Regions from separate parts of the Macaca mulatta genome. Here region 2 is linked to region 1. The links are chromatin contacts, called in public Hi-C maps. All regions are on one chromosome and are shown on one strand. Each heading gives the region's core, a stretch centred on a gene start, on an enhancer-like site or on the middle of the called end of the contact. The rest is flanking DNA. Distances are from core to core; before and after follow the strand shown. Region 1 holds the start of CLEC12B (C-type lectin domain family 12 member B). Region 2 has its middle 15 kb from the start of CLEC2A.

What was found. Hi-C and Micro-C count contacts between places; a contact is called where the count stands out from the background.
Region 2: a contact with region 1 is called in a Hi-C map of blood, with 11 times the contacts expected there. The contact joins the enhancer-like site here to the promoter of CLEC12B in region 1. A contact is called at or near these places in 4 of 14 Hi-C or Micro-C datasets (CD4 T cells, blood, cortical neurons and 1 more).

Annotation. Positions count from the first base shown.
Region 1 is chr11:10,538,578-10,545,959 of T2T-MMU8v2.0, reverse strand. CLEC12B (C-type lectin domain family 12 member B) reads left to right here and starts at 1,916. Exons shown (of 6, transcript NM_001194659.2): 1 at 1,916-2,134; 2 at 4,374-4,472; 3 at 6,110-6,328; 4 at 6,842-6,996; 5 at 7,197-7,312. The coding sequence starts at 2,044. CLEC1B (C-type lectin domain family 1 member B) reads right to left here and starts at 5,013. Exons shown (of 7, transcript NM_001194753.2): 1 at 4,990-5,013; 2 at 2,076-2,121.
Region 2 is chr11:10,605,887-10,612,570 of T2T-MMU8v2.0, reverse strand. No RefSeq gene overlaps it. Among named protein-coding and RNA genes, the nearest start is that of CLEC2A, 15 kb to the left of the region's middle. Within about 2 kb of position 2,765, at least 1 of the 40 cell types and tissues checked has an H3K27ac peak or open chromatin away from gene starts, as enhancers often do. A contact at or near this core is called in blood, where this site is marked.

The DNA of each region.
Region 1 (7,382 bases), core at 667-3,166:
CACTGGGCTAACATCAGGGCTCTCGCTAGGGATATATTCCTTTCTAAAGGCTCGCTCTGTGGAAAACGCTGTTTCCTTATTACCTTCCCATTATCTAGCCCAAATTCGTTGGCTCCTGGCTCCCTTCCTCCCTCTTCAGCTAGCAATATTGCATGTCCCTGAGCGTTCTTTTCTTTGTTTTGGTCACATCACCTTCTGACCACATCTAAGAAATATCCTCCATTTTTAAGGACTCAAGTAATCAAATCGCATCTACCCAGATAATCCAGGGTAATTTTCTCATCTCAAGGTCTGTAACCTTCAAAATTTACAGCATCTCCGTAGCTTATTTGATCAGTTACACTATTGAAAAACCGTAACAGTATCTGAAACGTCCCTTTTGCCAAGGTGAGCCGCCATATTCAGAGGTTCTCAGGATTAGAACGTGGGCATCCTTCAGGGCTATTATTCCACCTCCCGCAGATTCTTAACAACAATTTACTTTGTTATATAAATTAGTAAATTTAATGAAAAGTTATGGTAGGTTTAGAAGTAGGTTCAGTTTTTTAAGGTGTATGTAAATCCTATGGCTATAAATCCTATGACCAACTACATGTACAACATGTTGTTTTCTCCTGTTCTTCCAGATAATAGAACACTGTTTATACAAACTGTCAACTCTTTATTGCTCATGTTGTGTTGTTCAAATTTATAATATCACAGTTCAAATTTATAATATCACACAAAGCAGTGCAGTGAGTTTACTTCAATTGTACTGGATGCATCTTTTCAGAGTATTTTTAGACCTAAGCGAGATAAAATAGAGGTTGGTTATTTTATTAAGTTAAAAAAAAATAAAATCTAAATACATAGAAGTTTAAAGAGGCTTCAAGTCCTAAAGACACTCTAGAGATGCTCATTAACCAGTAGTTGTATGGATATTCAGTTACTTCAGTGCTCTTTGTAGCTGTGGTTGCCCCACACAGCATCATCTGATTTTGTAATCCGGATATACAGCATGCTTTCTATAAGAATTCCGCTACCCTGCAGGAATGACTGAAAGACAAACAAACGAACTAAAAGCAGTGAGCCGAGATCTCGCCACGGCACTCCAGCCTGGGCGACAGAGCGAGACTCCATCTAAAAAATAAAAAAATAAAAAAATAAAAAACTTAAAAAAATAAAAAATAAAACCAAAAACACCTTACCACGTGCCAGTCTCATTCTCTCTAGAATCGACCTGCTTTTTTCACTTTCACTCTCATGAAACTTCAGGTTTTAAAAATCTTTTAAAAATTTTGTCCTGTGTATTCCTTGCTGTCTGCAGGATTATTCTAGGGTGGTTGTTCTGTTAGGAACTTTTCCAATCTTGCCAGAAGAGGGCACTCCCATTCATACTCACGTTAAGTAGCTAAGTAGCTATCAATTTCTTCTCCATGCCCCATTACCAACACCATCCCTCTCTCTCTCTCTCTCTCTCTCTCTCTCACACACACACACACACACACACACACACACACACACACACACACACACACACACGTGTTTGAATTTCCTATAATAGCAGCCAGGTCTGTGACACAGCTCTTCCTGTCTTAATGTGTGTTTCTGCTTAATATCTGATGTGGCTGAGAATAAACTAGAACCAGCATCTCCAGGCAGATTAGCTAGCCTTAGGTAGATGTAAAGAAGATAACCTGACTCTTTTCTGAAACATTCAGAGCAGCCTCTACCTCCAGGATCATGGAGGTTCTCCACATTCCTCCCGTTCTGCCTCCAAGCACCCCTTCTTAGCTGCACAGCAAGAAACAATGCTGACAGAGCAGACAGTTTGAGATCTGTAACATTCTAATGAGAATATTTCTAAGGAGAATATTTGACTTTTCTCACTTTCTCTGCAGAGAAACAAATTGTCATTCTCCTCTTACAGAGGGGCAGTGGAGTGTGTCTGGGTCAGCTGAGTGTCTATATCAAAGCTCCCAGCCTTGAAAAAGACACCCTGTTCCCAGGCCTCAAGATATTAAAACGTTAATTAGATAATTTAAAGTAGGGTTTTCTTCTACAATGTCTGAAGAAGTGACCTACGCGACACTCACATTTCAGGATTATGCTGGAGCAAGGAATAACCGACATGGAAATAACCTAAGAAAAAAAGGTAGGAGTTCAGAGAACACCAGCTGTGTCATTGGGGGAGCGGACAGGTGTTAAATGATTTGAGGTGCCGGCTTTAATGCTGGCGTTAAAGACAGTGTGCTGTGAAATCTCCAAAATGGGAACAAATCTTGTGGAATGTAGTAGAAGAGTGAGTGTTCCCAAGGTTGAAGCGAAAATATGTGGCTTTCAGAACCTCTTTAAAATTGTGTGATATCACTATGTTTCAGGAAGCTCTGTGTTGTAGAGAAAAATTCTGACTGGACATGCCAGAAATTGAGCCTGGGGAATTAGAGATTTCTTTTTATGAATATAATCCTTGATATTTATACCTTGTTAGAGATGCCAGGAGGATATTCTTTCAGAAACCAGATTGGAGGCTTCTAAAATAGAGAAGATAGAGGACATTTTTCTTTTAGATGATGTAAGTTGCTTCAGAGAAAACTGGAAGATGAGTGAGTGGATTAGAAATGGATCAGAGCTAGTTTCTCTTTTGTCAGTAGTTTTTCAAATTTTAGGGTAGTTGAAATCCAAGTATAATTTGTAATGTTGAACCAGTAATAATAGTATCTGGGTAGTATTTTATGTACATTATATACAGATATAATTGTGATGACAATTCACGATAATATTTGAATATTAGTATTTTCTCCATTACATAGATGAAGAAATAATTTGTAATGTTGAACCAGTAATAATAGTATCTGGGTAGTATTTTATGTACATTATATACAGATATAATTGTGATGACAATTCATGATAATATTCGAATATTAGTATTTTCTCCATTACATAGATGAAGAAACTGAGGCTGAGAGAAATTAGATAATTTAACAAGCTCACACAACTGCTATGTGGGGAAGCCCAGACTCAGTGCTGGTCTTCAGCTCATTCTCTTATGCCTAATTGGAATAAATAGCAGTCTCCATGTTCAAGAATCAAACCAGATTCTGTGGACATAAGACCACATCTCTCATTTTCAGATATGTTAACTATCCAGGTTCTCCTGAATCATGTCAGTCATCTGAACTTCTTTCTCCTGCCCTCTAGATTTATCTTTACATTTTGTGTGGTGCATGACATTTGAGGGAAGGATAGCTACAAAAAGATGATGGGAATAGACTTTGCATGTGTCTAATAAAGGTGGTTCCACATTTTTGCCTTTTTTTTTTTAACTTCTAATTCTAATCTGTGAGGAAAAAGGGAGGTGTGGATATGGTGCATATCAGTGCACCTGGAGACTGTAACGCTATATCTAAAATATTGGGCTAGATGTTATTTGGACCTAAATCAAGGAACACGAAGCTAAGGAAAATATGACAATCATTGATATTTTAGACAACAACTACTACAAGTAGGATGCTAATGGCTTTCTGGTCTATTCTGCTGTTTGTAAGTTAGACTGCACATTCTTTCTTTCATTCAGTATTCATTCATTAGTTATTAGGTTATAAATAGCATGAATAATAGATAAGTTATTGTTAACAGGTAAAAGATACTTTAAAAAGTAGAATCCACTTTTACAAGGCAGATAGAACATCTGCCTTATAGAGACTTTTGAGCTCAAAAGCTTGAGGTGTCTCCTACTGTCAGTATCATCCAGAAAAACACTTTATAGATCTCTCATTTATGAATTCAATAAACTTGAGGAAGAAAAGTGGGTAATGGTGTAAAGCAAAAACCTTGAAATTAGGAGAAGCTTCCTCTTAAAGGGAAGAAGAGTGGTGGAGAAATGGAGGGGAACCAATGACGGCACCCTCATTGCACTTCATATTAGGTAATTTCTTTTTCTTTTTTTTTTTTTTTTTTTTTGAGACGGAGTCTCGCTCTGTCGTCCAGGCTGGAGTGCAGTGGCCGGATCACAGCTCACTGCAAGCTCCGCCTCCCGGGTTTACGCCATTCTCCTGCCTCAGCCTCCCAAGTAGCTGGGACTACAGGCGCCTGCCACCTCGCCCGGCTAATCTTTGTATTTTTAGTAGAGACGGGGTTTCACCGTGTTAGCCAGGATGGTCTCGATCTCCTGACCTCGTGATCCGCCTGCCTCGGCCTCCCAAAGTGCTGGGATTACAGGCTTGAGCCACCGCGCCCGGCCCCATATTAGGTATTTTCTAAATGAGGGCATTAAAGGAGCAAGAAAGAAATGTTAGTATCTGGAAGCTCCCTAAGTGTGAGAAATAAACAAACCAAAGCGAAACAAGCACAAAGCAGTTCTGTTTGCTAATTGCTTTGTGGGCTTTCTCCAGGGCATCCAGCTCCATCTCCCATTTGGCGTCATGCTGCCCTGGGTCTGCTAACTCTTTGCCTGATGTTGCTGATTGGGCTGGTGACGTTGGGGATGATGTGTAAGTAAATCCGCATCGAACCCAACAAAAGCAAGTAGAAAACATATTTGTAAACCATGTGTAATCAGCTTGGATTGCAGATGGGTCCTAGCATCCTGAATCCTCTGATACTTTTCTGCTGTCTCATATCTCTCCTATTCGTCATATCTTCCCAATAAACCGGCAAAAGACATTATCAGGATGTGGTTCTAAATTCATTGTTTTATCTTGATAAGCTAAACTGGACTTAAATGAAGACTCTTTGTTTCTAGTTATTCATTAGGATAAAGAGCCTCTTTTCTGCCTAGACACACATTCACTTATCATTCCAAGGCTGAGAAATAAAGTCAAGAAATATGTACTGAAGGAAGTGCATGCTATATTATTTACCAGGAAGACTTAGCACTAGACTAGGCTCAGTCTGCTTACATGAGACTTCTCTAGTGGAGAGAAATCTTCCAAGTAGCAGCAGCAGCCTGATTTCTATGAATGAGAAAGACATATAAACAAGGAGGAAGAATGGCCTGATACACTTTACCAACTAAGAGAGTTGAACCATCTCCACATGACAATGGAAGCTCCACTCTCAAGCACCACGGCCACAAAGTAACGGTCTATTGATTCTGACCCATCCTTGGGCAGTTGGGGATGAACATGGTAGGGAGTTCTTGAGTAATGAGGAAAACATCCTGAGAATACAAACTTTATAGAGTTGTTAAGTGTATGGTATACAGAGTAGTGAATTGGCATGGTATTCACTTACAGGGAACTCATAGTCAAGAAAGTTAATTTGCTGAATGATACTAACATCTCCTCTGCCACATTCATTTCTTTTTAATAATTTAATGGATAATTTTTTAAGATTTAATTGATAATGAGGATTTGGACATATCTTTGTCAACATAAAAAGAGGTTAATGATGTACCTTGCTCTTTTGAAAAGGAATATGATGTTCAAGCAGCAGTGACAGATATTCTGGAGCCAATCAGTATGAGATTAGCAGCTGATCTTCTACAATAATGTATATTTAAAAATTAAGTGAAAATGCAATAACATATGTCCATTGGTTTGATATAGAAGGGTGACATTTCTTTTCTAAAATTTAGTGCTTTTGGTGCAGTGGTTCTTAAATTTGTTGTGCTGATGAAGCACCTTAAATGCTTATGAAAAGGGCGTATTTCATGACCCATGACCAGAAATGGTCTGATGTGCCATTAAGATCTGCTTTTTTTAACCTTTTGGTAAACAAGCATCTCAGGTCATCTGCAGAGTTTGCGATATCCATTGTCCCAAAGAATGCTGTTTTCATTAAAACAACAATTACATCATCTATCTCCAAATAAAATAAAACAAAAATAAAATAATTTCACGAAAATGAGTGGCAGAATGACTGGCCCTTCCTTAGATGTGATGTCAGAAATACATAATTATTAAATCATTATTTTAATATAGTGTAATAATAAAAATGTAAATAAAATTAAAAAGAACTATAAATAATTTGGAATAGAAAGGCATCTGGTTTGTTTCTTGCATGATACCTCAAATACTAAGAGCTACTAGTGAATCGTGAACAATTAAGAAATGTTTCTGTCACAAGAATTGTCTACAGTTATGAGAATAGAAGAACATATGAACTTGTCTCCTGTCATGTCTTGGAGTTTTGCAGATATCTAATGACATTAACTCAGATTCAGAGAAATTGAGTCAACTTCAGAAAACCATCCACCAGCGGCAGGATAACTTATCCCAGCAACTGGGCAACTCCAATAACTTGTCCATGGAGGAGGAATTTCTCAAGTCACAGATCTCCAGTCTACTGAAGAGGCAGGAACAAATGGCCGTCAAACTGTGTCAAGAGCTAATCATTCATACTTCAGGTAATCAGACTTAGACCTGCTGACCAGTCAGATGGCATATGTCGCCCCGGTCTAAGTTGATCACATGCACCACCTCAGAGTATTGAGAGAGAGAGATGTCATCCAATGAACCTCAATGATGTTGCACCAAATTTACAGACAGCAAGGAAATATACAAATTCATTTAATATTTTTGAAGCCACAGGCAAATTTGGGAAGTATCTTGGAATGATACCAATCCAGATACTTCAACCCCTCATTTCATTAACTATTTCTAGGTGATCCTGTTGTTATGAAAGCTTAAAAGCACAGCTGGTAATTCTGAAGCCAGAAGACTAAGCCCTGAAAAGAGAATCCCTATTGCCCCAACCCATAACCAGGGGTCACCTTATTTTCAGAGGCTTCTAAAGCAGTATGCTTTCAGGGTGCTGACTCTCAGACCCTATTGTTCAATTAAATGATTTTGTTTCAAAGCCTTCTCCAGTCACTCCAGGGTCATTCCATTTATATTATTGGGTGTAATTTCCTTTTCAGACCACAGATGTAATCCATGTCCTAAGATGTGGCAATGGTACCAAAATAGTTGCTATTATTTTACAACAAATGAAGAGAAAACCTGGACTAACAGTAGAAAGGACTGCATAGACAAGAACTCCACCCTAGTGAAGATAGACAGTTTGGAAGAAAAGGTAGGATTGAGTCTCTTTCTCTAGTAATAGACATTATCTATACAATGAGAGAGAAATAAATAAAATATCTGATTCACATGATGGAAATTCAGTGCATCTTGAATTAGAATTAATACATGAATTTAATGAATGTTCTCATCTATCTTAACTCTGCAAACTGGAATGTGGCACTCACATAAAACTTTTTTCTGTTTTCTCAGAATTTTCTTACGTCACAGCCATTACTGATGTTTTCATTCTTTTGGCTGGGATTATCATGGGACTCCTCTGGCAGAAGTTGGTTCTGGGAAGATGGCTCTGTTCCCTCTCCATCCTTGTACGTCTCTAACTATTGAGGGTAAACACAAGCTTTCCATGGAATCCTGGGAAAATTAATAATGATTGTG
Region 2 (6,684 bases), core at 1,516-4,015, 66 kb before region 1:
TTTTTTTTTTAAAGAAGTGATTGAGGTAAGAAAAGGTCTTTAGGGTGCACCCTGATCAAATATGACTGATGTCCCTTTAAGAAGAAATAAGTCAGACACAGACTTGAGTGTGTACGGAAGGAAGGCCACATGGAGACAAAGTGAGAAGACAGCCATCTGCAAACCAAGAAGAAAGGCCTCAAAAGAAACCAACCCTACCAACACCTTTAACCTGGACTTAATGGCCTCTAGGGCTGTCTTTAAATCACCCATTCAGTGGCATTTATTACAGCAGTCCTAGCAAATTAATACACCAATGTTAACTCCTGTCTCATTTTTTGATAGGCCTATTTATAATATGTAATGCCACATTAAGCTGTGAATATTTTCTTTCAAGAAAATATATTACATTTTATAGTCAGAAAGTTTAATCTGTGTCATTTTTTTTTACATTTCTCAAAGATAAAAATATAATATTGGGTATATTATCACTCTCAAATCATTGTGCATTTTCACCCTAAATTGAATGTGAATACAATAATCATAAGAGAATTTTCTCAAATGTAGAAACTTCTGCTACTAATTTTATTATATACAACATGTAATGTCTGGCATGGAGTGCTACAGAATCAGTATCTATTACGAAGTGGGCAGTCAATAAATGGTAGCTAGTGGTCACCTTAAGTTCACCAAAGAATATTGAGAACTCAATATCCTTTATATGACTTTCTCCACCCTGACATTGGAGAAATTTTTAAGTGTTTTAAGAACAAACAAGATTCTAAGTGTATGATGAGTCTTTCAAGCTATGGAATATAAAGAAGTTCTTGAGTTTTAAACAAAGGTAAACTGAGGCAAACATATTCTCTTCTTAACTTAATCTCTTCCATGTCAGGCCACTGGTGGGTGTGGAAAGTACACTCTCTGGTAGGCTTCAGTACACTCTCTAATGCTCTCCCATCAATGAAAGGCCAAAGGAACAACAACAACAACAAACAAAAGGCAAGGTCCCAGGTCGAAAGAAGAAAGGATCAAACTGCTTAGACTTGTATCCAGTTTAGGATAAAGGGAACTCTTGTGACTCACATGTGGTATATACCAATTCAACATATATACATAAATATTGGTATGTGATGCCAAACCCTCACGAAAAACCATAACTCACCATAACTCACGAAAAACCGTAACTCACGAAAAACCTCACAAAAAACCATATTCTCTTCGGCATCTATTTTTTGGGGACCTTTTGATGGGATGATGTGGAGGACTCTATGGAGGAAGCCAATTATAGACTCAGAATCTTTACCACGCTTTACACATTTAATAGTAAATACATGTTAGTAAGGCTTACCAATTGCTGGATGTAGCTCCATCTGCCCACATCCACGTTTTGTTTGCATCGTGCTTGCTCAGTTCAAACCAATATAAAGAGGGCCCTGATAATGCATCAATGATTCCTTTTACAAAATACAGAGTGCTGTCATAGATCTCTCCTAGTTTTCTCATTCTCACTCCCCTCCAGTGCCGTTGTCCCTGTTTAAGTCCATTATTATCTTTCATGGTTACCGCAAAGGCCTTATAACATGATTCCCTCCTTTTATATTTGCCACTCAGTAGCCAATCTCATCACAGCAAAGATTATGATTCTTTTAAAACTTAAGTCAGATCCTATTACATTTTCCCCTATAATTTGTCAATATCTCCCTATTTTGCCTGGAGCAGAAACTAAACTCTTTCCATTTAGCCTGCAAGACCCTAATGATCCACAGTCTTCACTCGCTCCCTCATTTGAGATACATTGACTGGCTGCTTCTTTTCTGTTCCTTGAATATTCCAGACATTCACAGGCTTTAAGACACACGGGCCAGCCATTTTCCTTTCCTGGAAAGATCACTTCCAGATATTCCCTTACCTGCTTCACATCCTTGCTAAAATGTCACCATCTTATTGGGATATAACCTTACCTGCAGTAAACCCACTTGGAGAACTCATTATATCCCTTAATTTGTACTTTTTTGCGTAAAACTTTCCAGCTTCTAACACAATATATAACTTACATATTTCATAAGATAATTTTTCATTGCTTATCTCTTCCCCTGGGATGTAAACTCCACAAGGGCAAAGATCTTTGACTCTTTGGTTTGCTAATGTATCACACCTTAGAAGAGTGCCTGTCTTTTAGTAGCTATTAAATGAGATTAACATTGCAAAGGAGAAATCTAACCATTTCCTTCTGAGAGTTGAGCCTGGCCAGGGATCCATAATATCTTTTGCAGTTTTCTCAGCCATTGATCCACGTTGTTTCATGTTCAGATTGAAAGAAGCAATTATTATTGATTCAGTTCCAGCCTTGTGGACATATGGTTAAATTTTCTAGGCATGTCTTATTTCCAAGGTGCCTTGGAATTCCAAGTGAAATTACCAGGTAATAGAGAAAAAGAATAAAGAAAGTATCAGAGAAAGAAAGAGTGAGCTTCAGAGTAAAATATTATTATATAGCTCAGACTAATAAAATGTGTTTTACTTACATATTCAATTTGAATGACTTAACTTTAAACATCAACTCAAAAATATTGAATATTGAGAACAGAACATGAAAGGAATAAACACTGGAGAACGAGATCTATGAAAAATTTTAAAACTCAATAACAAACTTCCAGAAATTCAGTATCTTCCAGTCATTTTCACTTCTTCTTTTTCAGACTACATGAATTTTCTTTATTCATCCATTCCTTTCCTAAAATTTGCTATGCTCTCTAGAACAAGTTGCAGTGTCAATAAACAAATTTTTCTATATTCGTAACTTCAGTGAGTTGGTTCCTATCATCGACTTAACTGAGGCTATATTGTCTTTCAAAGACAGCATTTCTCCAGAAGGTGGCGCTGTTTCCTTGTCCTTTATGAAACAAGAAACAAGGAGAGAAAAGAATGCTAAAATTTCCCTTTTAATTCTCCACTTTTTACTCCTTGAGTCACTGCACTAGATAAAGGAAGTTACTTGTTAAGGTATAATCCTGAAAGAAACAAGCTCTGAGAGCACCTCCTACCCACAGCTGAAATAAATAACTGGTTCATCTTCAAACCTGTGAGTGGGAAGATCCCTAACGGGAATGATCAACTAGCAAAATATGATTCTATGTAGTTGAGACCTGGTGTAAGACTGAGGTGAAAAAATCAAGTTATCAAAGTTATATGAAAGTGTCATGTTCAAAATTATTTTAAAATGTCAAACTCAAATCAATAACCAATATAAAACCCAAGTACTTAATTCAAAACTTGAGTCACTGGAAAGCCAGTTTTCTCATTCATTTACTAATTAATCCATTCTTTCATCTATGCAGTCAACAACTACCGACTGAGCACCTACTACATGCCAGACATTTTTGTAGCTCTATGAATAGTGTACATACCATACAGAAATACCTACTCTTATGGGACTTACGCATCTGAAATTATACAGTTTGTCGTAAAATAGATTGGAGTGAAGGGGAATCAGGAAATCAGGGTTGTTGGTAAAAAGATTAGGAAGCAAACCACAAGAATATGGCATCATGTAAGTCAAATGAATTTTTTTTTTTTTTAGAAAAAGGGGGTGCCAAAGGCTGCAGACAGGTTATATGGTAAAGTGAGGAGGGAGAATGGACCAGTGGATTTAGCAATATGGAAGTTATTGATGAACTTGAAAGACAAGTTTGGTGGAAACAGCAGAGTGGAAGCTTGATCCAAGTGGATTTAACAGAAAATGGAAAGATAAAAACTATTTTAAAACGCCATCAAAGGAAGTTTTTAAGGAGGTTGCTGTACCAAGGAGAAAAACAATAAATTGGTTGCTAAAGGGTAAGTGGGGTCTAATAAAGTTTGTTGTTTTTGTTGTTTATTTCTTCAAGATTGGTATAGATACCAGTATGTCATATTTGCTGATGGAGATGTTTCAGATGAGGATGAAAAAAGGATGATGTAGGAGAGTGGAGAATTACTAGGGTGATATTACTGACCCGGTGAAAGAATATAGCATCTATTGTAGAACATGAATACTGCATCTACAGTGCCAGGAGTCTAGGCAGAGTGTAGGGGCAGAGATGGAGTAAGTAAGAAGGTGTGGTGATGGGAGAATTTGGAAGTTTCCTACAAATTGTTAAAATTAGAACAAGTTGGAAGCAAGGGTATAGACATGAGAATGAGGATGAGGAGAATGAAGATGAAGGAGAAGATATAAATTACTAATGAATGGCAGTGAGTTAATGCACTAGGGAAATGTAATACAATTGCCAATTCCTCACCCTACTTCTTTGTAATTCCATCATGATTACACCTGGTGTGATTCGCTGACATGTATGTTCTTTCTAAGATGACCCTTGATAAATGCCTACTTGACTTTAAGATTTGGCACAAATATTTCTCCCTTCATTAAAGCCTTGACTACAAGCAGCTAACTTATAACCTCCTCTCCTGCTTCTAATTGAACATAGTTCTATTTAGTAATTATTTCTTTTGTGTTACAGTTGTTTGCTTACATGCTTCTTTATTCAGTTAAAGGTGAATTACTTTCAGGCAAGAAATACCATTGTTTTCATTGTATCATCCGCACGTAGCACTGTGCCTGAAGCTTGATACATATTTACTAAAAGACTGATTATTCTAGAAGGTGAAGCAGGTGACTAAGTTTGAAGAGCAATTAGATGCACTGTCTTGGAAACTGCTTTTACCTCTAAATCCTTCTATATTAAGAAAGGAAAGGCTAGTTACTGGTATCCAGCTGAATCGGTAATACAATAATGTTAATCATTAAGTTAATAATTTTAGCAGAAATTGTTCACTTACATTTTCTGGGAAATCCTAAAATTCCCCAAAGAAGAAAAGCAATGCCTCCACATATAAAAATTGAGATGATCATTATTTTCCTTTCTATTATCCCAAAGAGAAACACATTTCATTATCTTCCAAAGAGAAACAGATGTCATTATGTTACAAAGAGAAAAAAAAAACAAGCAAAGCAACAAAAAACCCATCATGTTTACTCTTTTCTCTATCTTCTGTGTGTTCTACTGTTCACAATTCAGCAATTAATATATCAGAAAAATAAGAAAGGAAACTAAGACCTAGCAGTTGAACATCAGGGGCCTCGAAGGTGCTTTGGCTCCACTTTCCTGTGCTATTTGGGAGAACTGTGTTACTAATTCTTCCGCCCTGCTTCCAGAACAGAAAACCAACGGTTTCCTCGTAGGGTCTTTTAATGAAATACTGCCTTTTCTAAGAGAAAATTCCAAGTATTTTTAATGAACTATTGTCTTTTCCAATATGATGGAGAAGGCTGGAATCGCCAATTATTATTATTATTATTATTATTATTATTGAAGTCTTTGTTTTATTAATAAAAACTGCTTTTATTTAAGATCTATATTATGGTCGCCATCCCCCACCCTGCCCTTCCCTCCCAATGCTAAAAGGCTGCAAGCTGGGATCAAGAAAAGATGCTAGAATAATCACACAACCTCATCCACCTGGCGTGTTGGTTTTCTGCTCCACAACTTCCCTCCCATCCTTCTTCTCGATCCCTTCTCCCTCCATCTCCAACCCTCACGAAGAAAGCTCTTCCTTCCGTGTGTGATCACAGAGGCTGGAATAATCCTGCGGGAGAATTGCAAATTGCTCATTATATTTGGCGAGTGCAAACCGCAGGAAACTGAGGACCCGGTTTTTCTGAGGGGTGGTGTAGCAGCAAGACTGTAGGAGAAACAGCGCAGCAACCTGGCCGCCTCCACTCAGCCCCACAGACTGGACTTCGGTCAGATGGCCCCCAGGGGCGTGTCATGTGCCTTCTCTGACCTTTGTATGAGGCAGGGGCAGAAACAGCAGCCGGGTATGCACCAGCGGTGCCTCTGCCCCGGCAGCGATGGCTCCACAGCCCCTGCTTTCCGCAGCTCACAATTGGCCGGGGCGCAGCGATAACTGAGAATCCAACCTAATAGGCACCTCACCTCCCACCTGCTTGCTACGCAGAGCAGAGAATGGGGAGTCCCACACCCTCCCTTTCGGGCTTCTTTATATTGTCTCCCTAAAAACCTTCGATTGGACACAGGTATATAACATAAATTGCCTGCACTGGAAAGTGCACACATTCTTTCACGCCACGAGGTGGATCTGCCCCCATTTTCTTGTTTTTAATAATTTTTTTCTGTTCTATATTTTTAACCACTGTGTTCTACGTGTATCTGTGGAGTGTTTAGTAAAATGTGGGGAAACAAAGCCATTGTTTTTACATGTTTTCATAGGAACTAATGAAAGCTTGTTTCCTATACAGACAGTTTTCATTTTGCACTGTAGTGTATGATAATAAAAACTACTGCACAAGCTGAAATCACACCAAGCTATTTGCATAATTAATAGGGAAAATTATGATTTTTTCCTTTATCTTCTCTTCCTGATTGAAAATTATCTTACTCTTACTCATAAACGTATAGTGAAATGTGAACAACAATAACATTAATATTTTTAAAGTATGTAGTAATTAAAACATTAAAAACATTGAGTTTCAAGTGTTTTGCTTTTAAAAAAAAAAAAACGAGTAGTGTGAATTGAGCACGTGCTCTTGTTGTATCGCTTACAATACGGAGCCAGCCTCTTTTCGACGCCTTCTCGAGCTTTTTCATTCCTAAATTTGGATAGACTTCCAATATACTACTCTTTGCACTTGAAATGTTAGGA